2 separate regions of the Gossypium arboreum genome follow, and region 1 is linked to region 2. Evidence: chromatin contacts called from public Hi-C data. All regions are on one chromosome and are shown on one strand. Each heading gives the region's core, a stretch centred on a gene start, on an enhancer-like site or on the middle of the called end of the contact. The rest is flanking DNA. Distances are from core to core; before and after follow the strand shown.

Evidence for each region. A called contact is a pair of places that touch in the nucleus more often than the background predicts.
Region 1: a Hi-C map of leaf shows a contact between it and region 2, with 3 times the contacts expected there. The contact joins the promoter of LOC108467203 here to the promoter of LOC108463317 in region 2. A contact is called at or near these places in 2 of 5 Hi-C or Micro-C datasets (both in leaf).

What each region holds. Positions count from the first base shown.
Region 1 is chr2:66,142,481-66,149,487 of ASM2569848v2, reverse strand. It overlaps LOC108467203 (F-box/kelch-repeat protein At1g67480), which reads right to left and starts at 5,316. Exons shown (of 4, transcript XM_017767774.2): 1 at 5,229-5,316; 2 at 4,354-4,422; 3 at 3,404-4,228; 4 at 2,509-3,316. The coding sequence starts at 3,924. The coding sequence ends at 2,689. It overlaps LOC108467160 (mannosyl-oligosaccharide glucosidase GCS1), which reads left to right. Exons shown (of 21, transcript XM_017767704.2): 20 at 54-117; 21 at 205-538. The coding sequence ends at 349.
Region 2 is chr2:65,915,096-65,922,040 of ASM2569848v2, reverse strand. LOC108463317 (remorin 4.1-like) reads right to left here and starts at 5,234. Exons shown (of 4, transcript XM_053024874.1): 1 at 5,110-5,234; 2 at 3,617-4,398; 3 at 3,429-3,510; 4 at 2,677-3,068. The coding sequence starts at 4,395. The coding sequence ends at 2,859.

The DNA.
Region 1 (7,007 bases), core at 4,067-6,566, 230 kb before region 2:
ATTTTAGCTTCAATGTCTCTGTTCCTGCTGATCTACTGAGCAATTGTGTACAGAAAATGGACCGTACAGAGACAAAGCTAGAGCCATTTATGAGGAGTTGAGAGACAATTTGATAAGGTACACAGTAAACATTATAGGTTAGGTCTATTTACTATCCTTGGCCGTTTCTGAAGTTCAATTCAAATTTTGTTTGGTATGTGGCAGAAACGTAGTTCAAAACTATCACCGGACAGGGTTCTTGTGGGAACAATATGATCAAAAGCAGGGTAAGGGAAAAGGTGCACGCGTATTTACTGGTTGGACATCGCTTGTGCTATTAATCATGGCAGAAGCATACAATGAAATGTAGCAGATTTTGATGTAAGTTTTCTTATCTTAGGTAAGAGAATATGAATACTTATGGGAGCCCAACTAAAACACAAAAAAATAGTTTTATTTTAGTTTTAGATATGCGTTTTCTTGTCTTTAGTTCAGTTTAGTTTCTTAGAAAATTACTGAATCCAACTTTTATACGAGTTCTTCAAATATATACGTATAACGCAGTTGCATTTTTAGCTCTATGGAAATGTCTAACGGATCGAGCTTGGTCAGCTTGGGCTAATTCTTACCATGCGTGCTCCTTACCAGGGGGAAGTCAAAAAAATTTTTTAGGTCGAAATTAAATTGTAATTTTTACGATAGTAAAAATACAATTTTACTATTTTAATAGTCGTTTATCTTTATAATTTTTAAAGAATTAAATTAAAATTTTATCATTTTTAAGGGGTTAAAGTGTAATTTTATCTTTATTAATTTAAAATTTTAAAAATTCCAAATACTTAAATGAATTTTTTATCATTTTAGGGGTTGGGCGCTTCCGAACCCCCTGATTTAGCCTGCTCCTTACTGTAGAGACTGAAGCTTGAGTCCTTGCAGTCTTAGTCGTATTCGTATGCACAAGAATTTATTAATTTATATCTATGCGCATGATGAAAAAGGTAACAATGTTCATTGGAATTATTAAATTGCCACAGAAAATATTAAAAGGTTTATAGGTTATTTCTGTTTTCAAATTTCCTTTGAATATTGCTAAGTTACCATGTTATTAGAAAGATTTAATTTCTAAAATGTATTTTTATTTTAAGAATTTAATCTTTATACTTTTTAAATTTTAAAATTTAATTCTAATTGTTAGCATTATCTTAAAAATTTCTATTAAATTTACTGGCGATACATTTTAAAATTAAAATAATATTTATTTGGAAAAAAAACATTGTAATGAATCTAATTTAATAGAAAATTTTGACGGTGTCAATAATTAAATTTATGTTTTTAAATTAAAATTAGAGAGATTAAATTCTTTTAAATAAAAATTGATGAATTAAGTACTAAATTTACTTGGATTTAGATCATATTTTATTTTATTTTTCCTTTTCATGTATAATTTAACATATTTTGCGTTACTTTTTTCAAACAACTTATAGTATTCCTGTTTTAAGATGGAATTAAGGTCTGATTGTTATACAAAAATGATTTTCTAAAACTAAATTACTTTACAAAAAAGTAATTTCTTTATTGTTTGAATGGTTGTGCAAAATCTTTTGTTATTTTGTGAATTGATATAAAAAAATTATATTACATTTAAAAGTGTTGATCCTTTTAGCTTTAAATGTATTGATCAAGAAAGGGATGTCTCTATTCTTGATCCTTAAATTAAGATATATACCTTTTGTTTTATTTCAATAATTTTCAAAAAAACTTGTGTTTTTAAAATAAAAATAGATTTTCATTAGTCAATTATTGTTTGCCAAACTTTTTCTTGCAAAATAAGCGCGGGGTTATGGCAAAACAACTCTTAGTTTTAGTTACAAGCAGTATTTGTATAAATTATAAACAGATGAAGCATTAGAAGGTATAATTAGATAAATAAATTGAAAAGTTAAATCAAAATAGCTTTGGAGATAATTCGCAGGTAAGATTAAGTTAAGACATGATTTGAACTTGGGACATGAAGTATGTTTCTAAAAGAAAATAGATGGTGAGGGGTGGGCCCATCCTTTTTTACACTGAGGCTTTGTAGGCTGGGGGTAACCCAGCTTATAGGCGGAAGTGAGAATTGAGAAATATGAGTTGAGGGTTTGGTAACTTATTAAGCAAGGACCTGAAAAGGGCAATATCATTGGCCTCGAAGACCAATGATCAATGAATGAACGAAGTAAGGAGCTCTGAAGAAGCCTTGATCAAGGACAATATGGAATTTGTTGGCTAAAACTTGATCCTGCTGATTGATGCTGCCTTCAATTGCGTGCATCAGCCACTCTACATCTGTTTCTTGAGCCATTATTATCTCCTCCCCACATCCCTGATATTAAACTCATTTCCCACCCTTCCTCTCTGCTCTATATTTGCATATTCAATCCTGCTTATATCGCTAATCCATGTAAACAAGCCAGCCAGCTTTAGTTTTGTGCCACTTCCCAACCACCAAAAAAACACGACGAAAGATATAAAGCATTATCACCCAGGATATTTTGAAAAAAGAAATGATAAAACAGAAATCCAATTAACAAGTTCAACCTCAACAACATAGGTTTTGGGTTCTGACATGTTCCCAGTCCAAATCAGCTTAACACAATCAAATTTAACTTAAATGAGAATACATAGGTCATTGGTCACTGAAGATCCTTAAATTATCAGGGCATGCTTCTTTCAAGCTTTAATAGTCACACTGCATAGGCACAGACCAGAAGGCTTTATTTCAGAAGTTTGCCATTCTGAACCCGGGGCTGCATTTGGATCATACAAAAGTGTGTGGTAACCAGGGTCCCCTTCCACTGAGAATAGTAGCAGTTTTCCATCCAATATCCCAAAACGGAACCCTATACTTGTGCTCCCTGTCAATGGCACCGAAACCATCTTCCAGCTATTGTCGTCTGGGTTGAATATTGCCAGCTTCCGCTGGTTCTTCCACTCCATGCAGAAAAGCTGCTTCTCCAGCACAGCATGGGCAGTGACCATCACACACCCATTTTTCATCTCACACCAAGTCTGCTTCTCAGGGTTGTACACATCAACAAACCTCGAGTTTCCAATAGTGAAGCTTGACCTACCACCTAAGACATAAAGCTTTCCGTTCAATCCACAGGCAAAACAACCCCAGCGAGGTCGACGTAGACTTTCAATGAGTGTCCACTTATCTGTGTCAGGGTCATACACCTCTGCAGTGGAGAGGCTCTCGCCTTCAACCCCATAGCCTCCAACGACGTAAACCACACCATTTACCTCCGCACAAGCAAAATCATAGCGAGCAACATTTAAGTTTGCTAGTTTGCTCCAGCTGCAATTATGATGATGTGTTAAAACCAATAAGAAGTCCAAGACAAAATATTAAGCGTCATATAAAAAGTGAAAATGGAAAACAAACCAGTTGAGGCAAGAATCATATTGATAAACGTCTGCAGAGGCAGAAGCAGTTCCGTTGATGACTGAATAGCCAGCAAGTACAAGAAGCTTTCCATTGAGGACAGTTGTCCCAAATCCAACTTTTTCTGGACCAGGCATTGGTGGAAGAAGCCTATGTTTCTGGCCCAAACAATCCAAAACCTCCCAGTGGCTTTCCTTTCCTTCAGAATCCATAGTTAGAACATAAAGCCACTCTTCAAGCATTCCAGCTATCTTTCGTTCCATTAAGAATTCTTTGCTTTGAATGAATGATCTCCACCTCTTACATACACCACCCATGGAAGGGAAGCTAGAACGAGGAACTAGAGCAAGGCAATACTTGGCCACATCATCCGGTAGCCCTGGAAGCAACGGGCTTTCTATTTCATCAGTAGCCTGAGAGGGTGAACGGTGATTGCCTTTTGAATGATCTGGCATAAGCGGGGAGCTGAGACACATATTGGGTTCTGTGATTCTCTTCTTTTCTCTCACAAAACCAGGCATTTTTTTCTAGATGGTTCTCGTATGCGGTACAAATATATTTTCCCAAAAGAATGCGTCAATATTTATAAATGCTAGTCAACTAATTAAAGAAACTCATGAAATCCATCACCTATAGGGATTTTACAACTCCAAGGCATAAGTGATGTAGCAGAACGGATGACTTGAGCTGTAAATGCCGATGAAACTCTATTCTTAGTCCAATCTGATTCATATTCCATGCCAAAAGCCCTCTTTCCTGTTGAACTCTGCAAAGCTTTTCCCACACCTCTGTATCCGTTCCGTTGCCCACACATTGCCCAAATAACTAAATGCAAGATTGTAAAACCATAACCAATTAGTATGAAGACAGGAAACCAAAGAAACAATAGCTTACCGACAGGAAACCAAAGAAACAATAGCTTATCTCTACGGTCATTGTCAAATCAATACCTTTTAAGGCCATAAAATTCAGAAGTTTTAGCCCCCAATAACTTCCATTATGATGAAACCAGTAATCACCTGAATATATAAATTAAAATGAAGAAAGGTCAATTCAACCAATACATATCCAGTTCATATAACAGCGATTCTGTCTTCAAATAGACAACTTGTTTTGATCATGATTCTCCAGGCCGGCAGCAGTGACTTATGTACTGCTGGGAAACACCCAAAGCCAAACAAAAATACAAAATAATAATAATAATGGTGGTGGTGGTGGTGGTGGTAGTGGTGAAGTAAGTGTTCCTTTCTATTATTCTAAACCTAAAACTCTAACATGTTGCAAAAAGAAGGTATTAATTTATTTGCGGTGGTAGATACACAAAAGGGGCGAACAACTCAAGGGGCTTATTATATATCTCTTAACTTGTAAAACCCAGATCTTGACTTGACCTACCCAACCACCCTAACTTAAATTAAAATAACTACAACTAAAATTAACAGATGAGTTCTTAAGATGAAATGTATGATATCATAGAATCAAAAGAATTAAAGCAAAAGGCAGCAGACCAACAAATCATCTATCAACAACCAGAAAACCCAGATTCCTGGAAAGTAAAGTTGGGGGGGGGGGGGTGGGAAGAATGTTCTTATCCAAAATCCTAACAGTCTGGCAATAATACTATTGAAACACGTTAGATCTGAAGATAAACACTAAAAAGATCCCCAAGTTCACGTCTCAACAGGTTCTCTAACCTGGTAAGAAATTTTTTTTTTTTTTTGGTTTAAAATTTTTAAAGGAAAAAAAAAACCTAAATGAACATAAATTTTAAAAGAAAGGAGAAAGGAGGCAATGTATATAGAGGTGTGAGGAAAGGGGGATTTACCTTTGAAGATCCTGGAAAAGAGGAGAATGAAAAAGGGTTGGTGTTGAAAAGAAAGGCGTAAAAGGGGATGAGAGTGTTTTGAGGCAAAGCAGCCATGAATAAGGGAAAGAATTTATAAGCATAGAAAAAGCAAGGCAGAAACGGGCGAGAGGGTTCCACCACTCACTAATCATCTCATTATCATTATTATCATCATCATTGTTTATTCATTTATTTCTTTCATTTTAAGCCTCCGTTTATTTCGTGACATCAGACAAATAATTCTTTTTCTGGTAAAAAGAAAAAAAAGAAGTCAAATCTAATATAGGAGAATGATTTGGCTTTACTTTTTTATATTTTCACTCTAATTTTTAAAATTAAAAAATACACTTTTAATATACTAAATATTAATATATATTTTAATTTAAAATTAAAATATAAATATTAAATTTATAATTTACACAAAATATAGGGTCTAATAATAGAATTTGACCAAACATATCTATTTGGTTTCATCAAAGGTTTGTATTTGAGAGTTTATTTTTGTGTAGTGCTCTTATTTTTGAAAAACTAAAAATAATAATATTTTGGTTTAGTTTTACTGCATAATTTTTTTATATTGGTTTTACTTTTGTTGTTGATTTTATTATTAAATTATTACGTGTTATTTTTAAATGGTGGATGAGTATATTAAAATATTTTTCAGGATGATATATATATATATATATATATATATATATATAAAGGTTACATATATTTATTCAAGAATAAAAAAAATCCAACTGATTTGAATAAAAAAAATCCAACTGATTTGAGCTTTAGATAAATAACAAACATAATTTGTATTTAAACTGATAAAATAATTGTTGATTAACATAATAAAAATATCAAGGACGAAAGAATTGATAAATATATATATATATATATATATATATATATAAAAGTAATAGAAAGAAAAACATGAAACCATTATTGTATTTCTCCTAAAAGTATTCTACTTTTAACAGTTTGGTCAGTAATTGGAGATTTTTAGGTTCCCATTAATGGGAGTTTGTGATTCTTCTATGCAATTTCTTTGTGGTTTTAATTTTCCTTCTTGGTGGATCCCACTTTAGTAAGAATTTTCCTTTCTCTTTTTCTTAATTCGTAACTATTATTTATATAGAAAATAGATATTCTCTATTTTAAGATAATACTCATATTAAAAATACAGTATAAATAATTAAAATTAATATGTTAGGAAGCCATAAACTGAATTAACATGTAAAGTTTATGTTAGTTAAAAAAAATATTAAATAAACATGTTACATGCCTTTAATGGAACTGTGCTACATGTCCATCCCACTCAAACTTCAACTCACCAATGACAATGAGTTCGCCCATATTTCTGAACAGCTAAAGTATAAATATTTCATAACTGTTATGAAAAAGCAGATAAATTTGTAAAGTGAAAAAAACATAATGGCTAAAGTATAAATATTTCATAACCGTTATGAAATCTTTGTAATTATGGACAGTAGAGGGTCTTAAAAGGATGTAATTGAGATTGATTTCGAAATCAAAGCTCAAATTTGAGAGATATTGCAATTTTGATTTTAGAGGCTAAATTGAATAATGAAAAACTTTAGGGGGCATTCATATAGTGAAATTGAGCCGATATATGCTTATAATAGGATGAAATAAGAGGGTTGGAATTTATAAATTCAACTAAATTATTGTATACATCGAAAATTGAACCAAACCAGGGATAATCGAGAAAAAAAGGCAAAATTGTTGATTAGTCCTTGAAGATTTGGTTGT
Region 2 (6,945 bases), core at 3,985-6,484:
ATTCATTCATATTTTTAAAAATTAGTATAATTAATGAAATAATCAAATAGTGATATATGTGTTGCAAGGTGTACTTTATATTAATATAAAAAGATAAATTTTATAATAAAAATAGATAAATATTTTAAAAATTAATTTATTTTTAATCTATTGTATAAAGAATAATTATTCTTTTTAAGTAGAAAAATAAAATATAATTTAATTCTTAATACGTAAACTTTCATAATATTTTTACCATCTACATGTACTTGAATAAATCCCATCTGACATTTAATAATTTCATGACCTGCACGTTTGGCTCTGCCATTTTTAATATAATGCGTTATTTGAGCAATCATGGTAGCATCCTCGTCATTGTCATTATCAGTTCCCAACCGTTTACTATGTGAATCTCACTATTCATTCACTGATAAATTTGTAAATTTTAAGTTTGATTATATAAGTTTAAGATTTGATTTTTGTATTTGTATTATTTTTATTTCATTTATATAAAAAATAACATTATTACAAAAAAATAACTTATAACATAAGTGTAAATTTAAAATAATGTGTATATATTGAATAATAGAGGTGTTCATGGGTCGAGTCGAGTCCAATTAAACCTGTTTGCTAGGCAGATCTAAAAAATGAATTTAAAATTTTGCTCAAGTTCAATTTGGATAAAAATACTAAAATTCGGACCCGACTGTTTATATTAATTTTTAATATTATTTTTATATAAAATTTTAAAAATATATAATATATCAAAATATTAAAAATATAAAATATATATACTTAAATAACACTAAGACATGTGTAACTTAACAAATAAATGCCTCTAAAATAGTAACAAAATTAATAATAAAACAAGAGTTATACAATATCCAAATAATAACAACAAAAAAGTAGCAACATAATAGTGAAATGGTAGCAAAATAGTAAAAAAAAAAAAGAAAATAGCAACAAAACATGAAAAAAATAGCAAGAAAAAAATTAAAAAAATAACAACATGTTTTTTTGCATATTCAAGTTGCGCTTAGGTAAAAAAAAAATCTTACTTAAGATTCGACCCATATTTTTTCCCAAACCATTTTTTTGGGTTTATATTACTTTTCAGGCGAGCCTTCAAGTTGGGTTGGATGAGCCGACTCATGAACAAATCTATTGGATAGAAATATTTTAAATTAATATTATTTAAAATTTCTTCTTATAGAATTTTAATAGCGATCTAAGATTTTAAATGTTGATTTTGAAGTTCTATTTCGAGTTAGTCTAAGTTGGAATACATATGGATTATTAGTATAAAAATTTAATATTAATTCTAATTGTAATTATAAGAGTTTGATAATTTTTCTTTAAAAATATATTAAAATATCTTATAAAATCACTTTTAAACCTTCAATAATAATCTATTAAGTCTTTTCAAAGGAATATAGATAATATTATATATCAACCAACACCAAATTAACTCTTATTATTAATTTTAACTCTAATAGAGAAATAAACAAAATCAAATACTCAAAAATTCATCTATCTTCATGGTCCCAAGTCTAAAAGAGACTTACAACCAAATTTCAACTATTTATGTAAGAGATTTTAAGAATGAAATTTAATAAAATAAACCTTTTTTATAGAATCCTAAAACTCTAAATTTTAGAATTTAAAATCTTAAAACCCAAAAATATTAAATCCTAAATATTACTCAACCTTAAACATTAACCCAACCCTAAAACCTAATTTAACGATATCTCTAAATTCTAAATCAACCGTATCATAAGCCATATTCACCTAGTTACCGCAAAAATCCTATCTCTAGTAAGGCTTTCCTGTCTTCTTTCTCTAGACAGAGAAAGTCACTTCCTTGTGAGTGGTCGTTCGGCCTTCAGGCCGATTCCGCTCATCTCGTCGCTTTCCTCTTTTATTTTCTTCTCTATTTTCCTTTCATGGTATTCCTTTGTTTTGTCAATGAAATAATCGCCGTCGAGAGGTGGACTTTTTCCATTTTTGCTAAGAGTTGTCTTCAATCTGTTCCTTGGTTTTGCCCTCCTCTTTTGATGGGCTCTTTTTTTTTTTTTTCAGTCCGTGAGGCCTTGTTCTTTATCACTTGGTGGTACTGTGGCTCTTTATGAATTTCGTTGAACGAAGCTTCTGTGAGGCCAAGAATGTACACAGAAGACCTCATTTTGGCGGTTAAAGGCAAGGTGCAGCCTTGGCTTCCTTCTCCGTTGAAGTTTTGGTTTGCGACATGGACACCGTTGGAGGGATGCATGTCGATGGCTTGGTATGGCAGACCCTTGATCCTTCTCAGTTGCATCTCCTCCCACAATGGCAACCGTTGGTCGTTGCTATGGTTTGTTAGGGGTTAGGATTTTATGGGTCTTTGAGCTTTTGTATTGAATTTATTCTTTTTTCTATGTATCTTTGCTTTTCTCATTCTTAATGAATGCTTGATTATTGAAAAAAATACCCCATAATGCTTATATTACTATTATTATTTGTTAATTTTATTTAATTAATCAATATTAAAATATTGTTAAAGGGTATTGATGTAATGTTAAAAATGCATTATAAAATTCAATTCTTTAAAGAAAGTACTTATTTGTTTGGATATTGAAAAGTAATCATCCTAAACTCTTTAAGCCATCAACTCATATAATCTTATCAGACACCAATAAACGATTAAGACGAGTAAGAATCTTTTGGATTGCCAAATAATTGGTTGGAGATTTATTTATTAATGGAAATAATCACCATGACTGCAACTTTTCAGCAGTAATCACATGCATATAAAAATAATCCAAAAGTACATCATACATACATACGTACGTTATATCTCTATTGGAATAAGAAGAAGCCAGATTTGGCTGCAGAGTTGCTTACTACCAGCAAAGGGAAGGCAACTTGAAAGAGAAGGAAGAAGGAAAATGACCAGTTCTCCTTATATAATCCGCCCTTTGAGATGTCCTTATAGCTTTCTCGTTTAGCTTTGATTCAGCATTTGCACGTTTCTCTTCAGCTATTCTCCTTGCGGCTGCTACTTTGTTTGCATATCTTTCTTTTGCCCGAGCTTTCAATCTCTCAGCCTTCACCTAATAACATAACAAACGCCATCTGTGAGATGGGATTGGCACACTTTTTATTGTAGAATGATCTTCATTTCAAATCCCCCAATGCCTTAAGAAAACAAATTCAAGACATAAAAACAGCAGCGGGTTTCTGGGATTTGGAGACAATTGATGTTTCCCTGGACTGACAAGTAAAATAACTTGATAATGCATCATCACAATAAGGGACCTTTGAGAGAAGTATCCAAACAACACTAACAAATGGAACATCTTCTGGTGTTGTTAGAGTAATCGCTGTTAACAATGATGACAGTGGAGGGTTTAACAAGAAATATTTGTAAGACCCACTTTTACTCAACACCAACACCATGGGTTTAAGTTTACCTCTATTTTCTTCATTTCCACTTCAGCTTTCCTCTTTTCGTGATTTTCCCAGGCCTGTATCCTCACTTCTTCACGCTTATACCTTGAAACCAATGGCATATGCTTATCATATCAGCTAGAATAGAAGAACTCCTTAGGCTTATGGCTAGCTAGTTATTTGTCAGAGGAGGACGGAATTAGTACATTACCTTGCCATATATTTGGCACGTTCAGCTTCATCCCAAGCCGTAGCTCGAGTTTCTAAAGTGCTCTGCTTCCTAGCTTGTTCTGATTCTTGTCTATTTGAACCATGACCCCTGGCAGCGGCATTAGTTTCAGCCCTTCCCTCAGTCGATGTTGGGCCTGAACCTGCTTGATAATCCTCGGCACAAGGTCCTCCTCCATTTTGGCACCTCACAGGGGTGGAAGATCCTGAAGATATAGGACTCCTTCCAGCAGGAGTGGTGGCTCTTAGGGGTGTTGCTGTTCTTGAAGGCTCTTGGCTTGCAATAGGGGTCATCTCAGTCCCCATATCTCTCACACATATTGATCTAACAGCTGACACAGAGTTCCAAATAGAATCATCAAAATCAACCTTTTTGGTTTCTCCTTCGTATTTAGGTGACATTACTGCAGCAGCAGCAAAGCCTCCTTCCTCGTCACTGCTTGGATAATCTTGTTCCTTATGTGGCACAGGAGCTATTAGTCTTCTATCATCAGCGTTGGAGTTTCGAGGTTTGGCTTTGGAGTGGGTCTTTTTGTCTCTACTTGTCGACAGTCCCACAAGCCATTTCTGCGCATCATCCCATTTTGAAGGTGTTGTTGGCTTCCCTAAGGCAGTAGTAGTTCGATGATGAGATTGAGCAGCTCGGTTGTTTGTTGTCCCATTCCCTTTATGGAACTCAAAACTTATGGCACTCACGCTGCTGCTTGAAATTTCATTAGCTGCTCCAAGGTTATAGCAACCTTTATCTTCAATAGCTCTCATTTTCTAATCCACAAAAAGAGTCACAAGTATCAAAAGTGACATTAATCTACACAGATGCAACTACTTTCTCATTGCAAAAACAGATTCAAGAGTAGAGGTATGAAAATTTGAGGATCTTTGAGCCTACTAAAACCTCCAATCCAACAAGTACATTTTAACTTCAATGCTCACTACATACAGAAAACTAGTAATAACAAGGAGAAAAAACCAATAATGCTCAACAGGAACCTTGAAATATCTTAAAGCTTCCTTTCATAAGAGTATAAAACAAAGGGTCCCATCCCATTCCCATCACATGCAGGATTTATCCACAAAGGTAACTAATCATCATCTTTATGACACTAAACACCCATTAATGAAAAACTACTCTGTTAATTAAGCAGTACCAATAGAAGCTTAATAATTTCCTAGACTTTAAAAAATAAAAAGAAAAAGAAGGGTTTTCGTTGAAGAAACGTAATGTAACAGTCTAACAGAGAATAATGACTTAAAACCATGGATCTTTGTGAAGCATTGCCAGAGCTAACGATAAAAATTTCAGACTTTCAGAACTTCAGATCCATTGAATATTAAGAAAATAGTAAAAAAAAAAAAACAAAAGCTTCGCATTGCTGGAAACTTGAACCAACCGAAAACCAAAACAAAACGCACTATTGGCACAGTAAATAATGGTTAAAAAAAGAAAGAAATGGGAATTCTCAACAGTTTGGGAACCTTGGGAAGTGTAATTTAAAGAAAAGTGTTGCTTTCAACGGCTACAATATAGTGTATAATATAATGCAAAATGTGTGCGGAAGGGGTGAGCAGGATGAAAATCTGAGACGGTGGGTGTCGGGTCAAGTGGGAAATAGATGTTAATAATGTTGGGGGGTGCTCTGAAATCATTCACGTGCTTCTAATGGGCCATCAGCTTCTGTGAGTTATAAATTTAAATTGACTGTTGGCATTTGTCAGTAAAATTTTGACCTGTCTTTTGAGTGCTACTTATAATGTACTCAGATTGAATTGGATTGGACAGCTAAGGGACACTGCTTCCTAGATGTTAGTGTTGTAGGGTTAGATCTTTTGTCTCGTAATTTATGTGGCTTTAAGTGATCTATTCCTCTAAACTTGTCTAAGTCAACCTTTACTCAAATGAGAATTCTTTAAAAACTTCTTAAGGCACCAATTTGTATAGCGAAAGCAAATAATGCCAAAAGAAGCTACAAAGAACAACAGAAATAATGCAAACAAGTTTTTTGAGTAAATGCTCACAATGTTCTCTTATTCACAAAGAATAATTAAATAAGGAATGGAGTTAGTACAAATGAGGGGAGGCTCTCTATTTGTAGTTGAGCTCCTCCAAAACTGACGGTTAAGATACATTTACATCAATGGACGATATTAACTATATCTCTTGATTTTAAGGATTTACAAGATATACCTTATCAAATCAAATCTAATCTTTACAAGATATGATTTTATCAATCTTCTAAGATTAGTTACTAAAAAAGCCTAAGTTGTCATATCTCTGTTATCCGGCCAACCAGGCTACAATCTGATAGGCTTCTCCAACAGGTTACCGAATCGAGCTAGTTCTTGTGGGCCAAATGATCCCCATCTACACAATAGACCTTCATCGGATGCATTTGGTGCGATGGTCATGGGCTTTGAACTGTGGCCCGTGACATCCTCCATCACCCATTCTTGCAATGCCCTCATTGCAATTTCCAAATGGAATTGACTTGATTCGCCTCGGTCTCATCTCTACGCCTTAGCTTTTCTTTTCCTTCGAGAACTTTGTGTAACAACCTAATTTTCAGTGGTGTCAGAACAGTGATTTGAGATCACTAAATCCGACAAATGAGTAGGAAATATTATTAATTTAGTGAGTATAAGTTAAATGTGAAGTTAGGAAAAAAAATTTAAAATAGTGAATAGTGTACTAAAATAAATATTAAAATAATTAGAATCGAAAAGCGAGGTATTAAGACCTCGAAAATTTTAAATCAAGCCATAAATATTTTTATAAATATTTATGGAGCGTTAATAAGTTAGTATTAAAGTTTCACAAGAAATTTTAAAGTTCGATAGTTAATTGAACAAAAGGACTAAATTGTATCAAATGCAAAATTGTGAGAAATGATTAAATAGCTTAAATGATAAAAGAAAGAGGGTTTAAAAGGCAAATAGACCCAAGGTCTCTTTGGGCTGGACGGCAAGGCATGAAATCAGCAAGAAAATAAGGAGAATTAAGGGCAAAATTGGAAAATTGGAAAATTTACTTAATAAAGCTAGGACTAAAGTGGAATTATCTAGATTTCTCTTTATTTTTCTGCATTCTCATCAGCAAAAACACCATGGAAGAGTTCCTTCAAGCTAGTTTTTCATATTTTTACTTCAAGTAAGTTCAATTCTTGATTATTTCTTGAAATTTTGTGTTTTTGTGACTTTTACAACTAGGTCCACTTGTTGAATTCATTAGTTTTTAATTCTATGAAAGAAATTGAAAGTTGCTATGAATATGTGCTGGAACTATATGATGATTTGGCATGGAATTAGAGCTTTAAA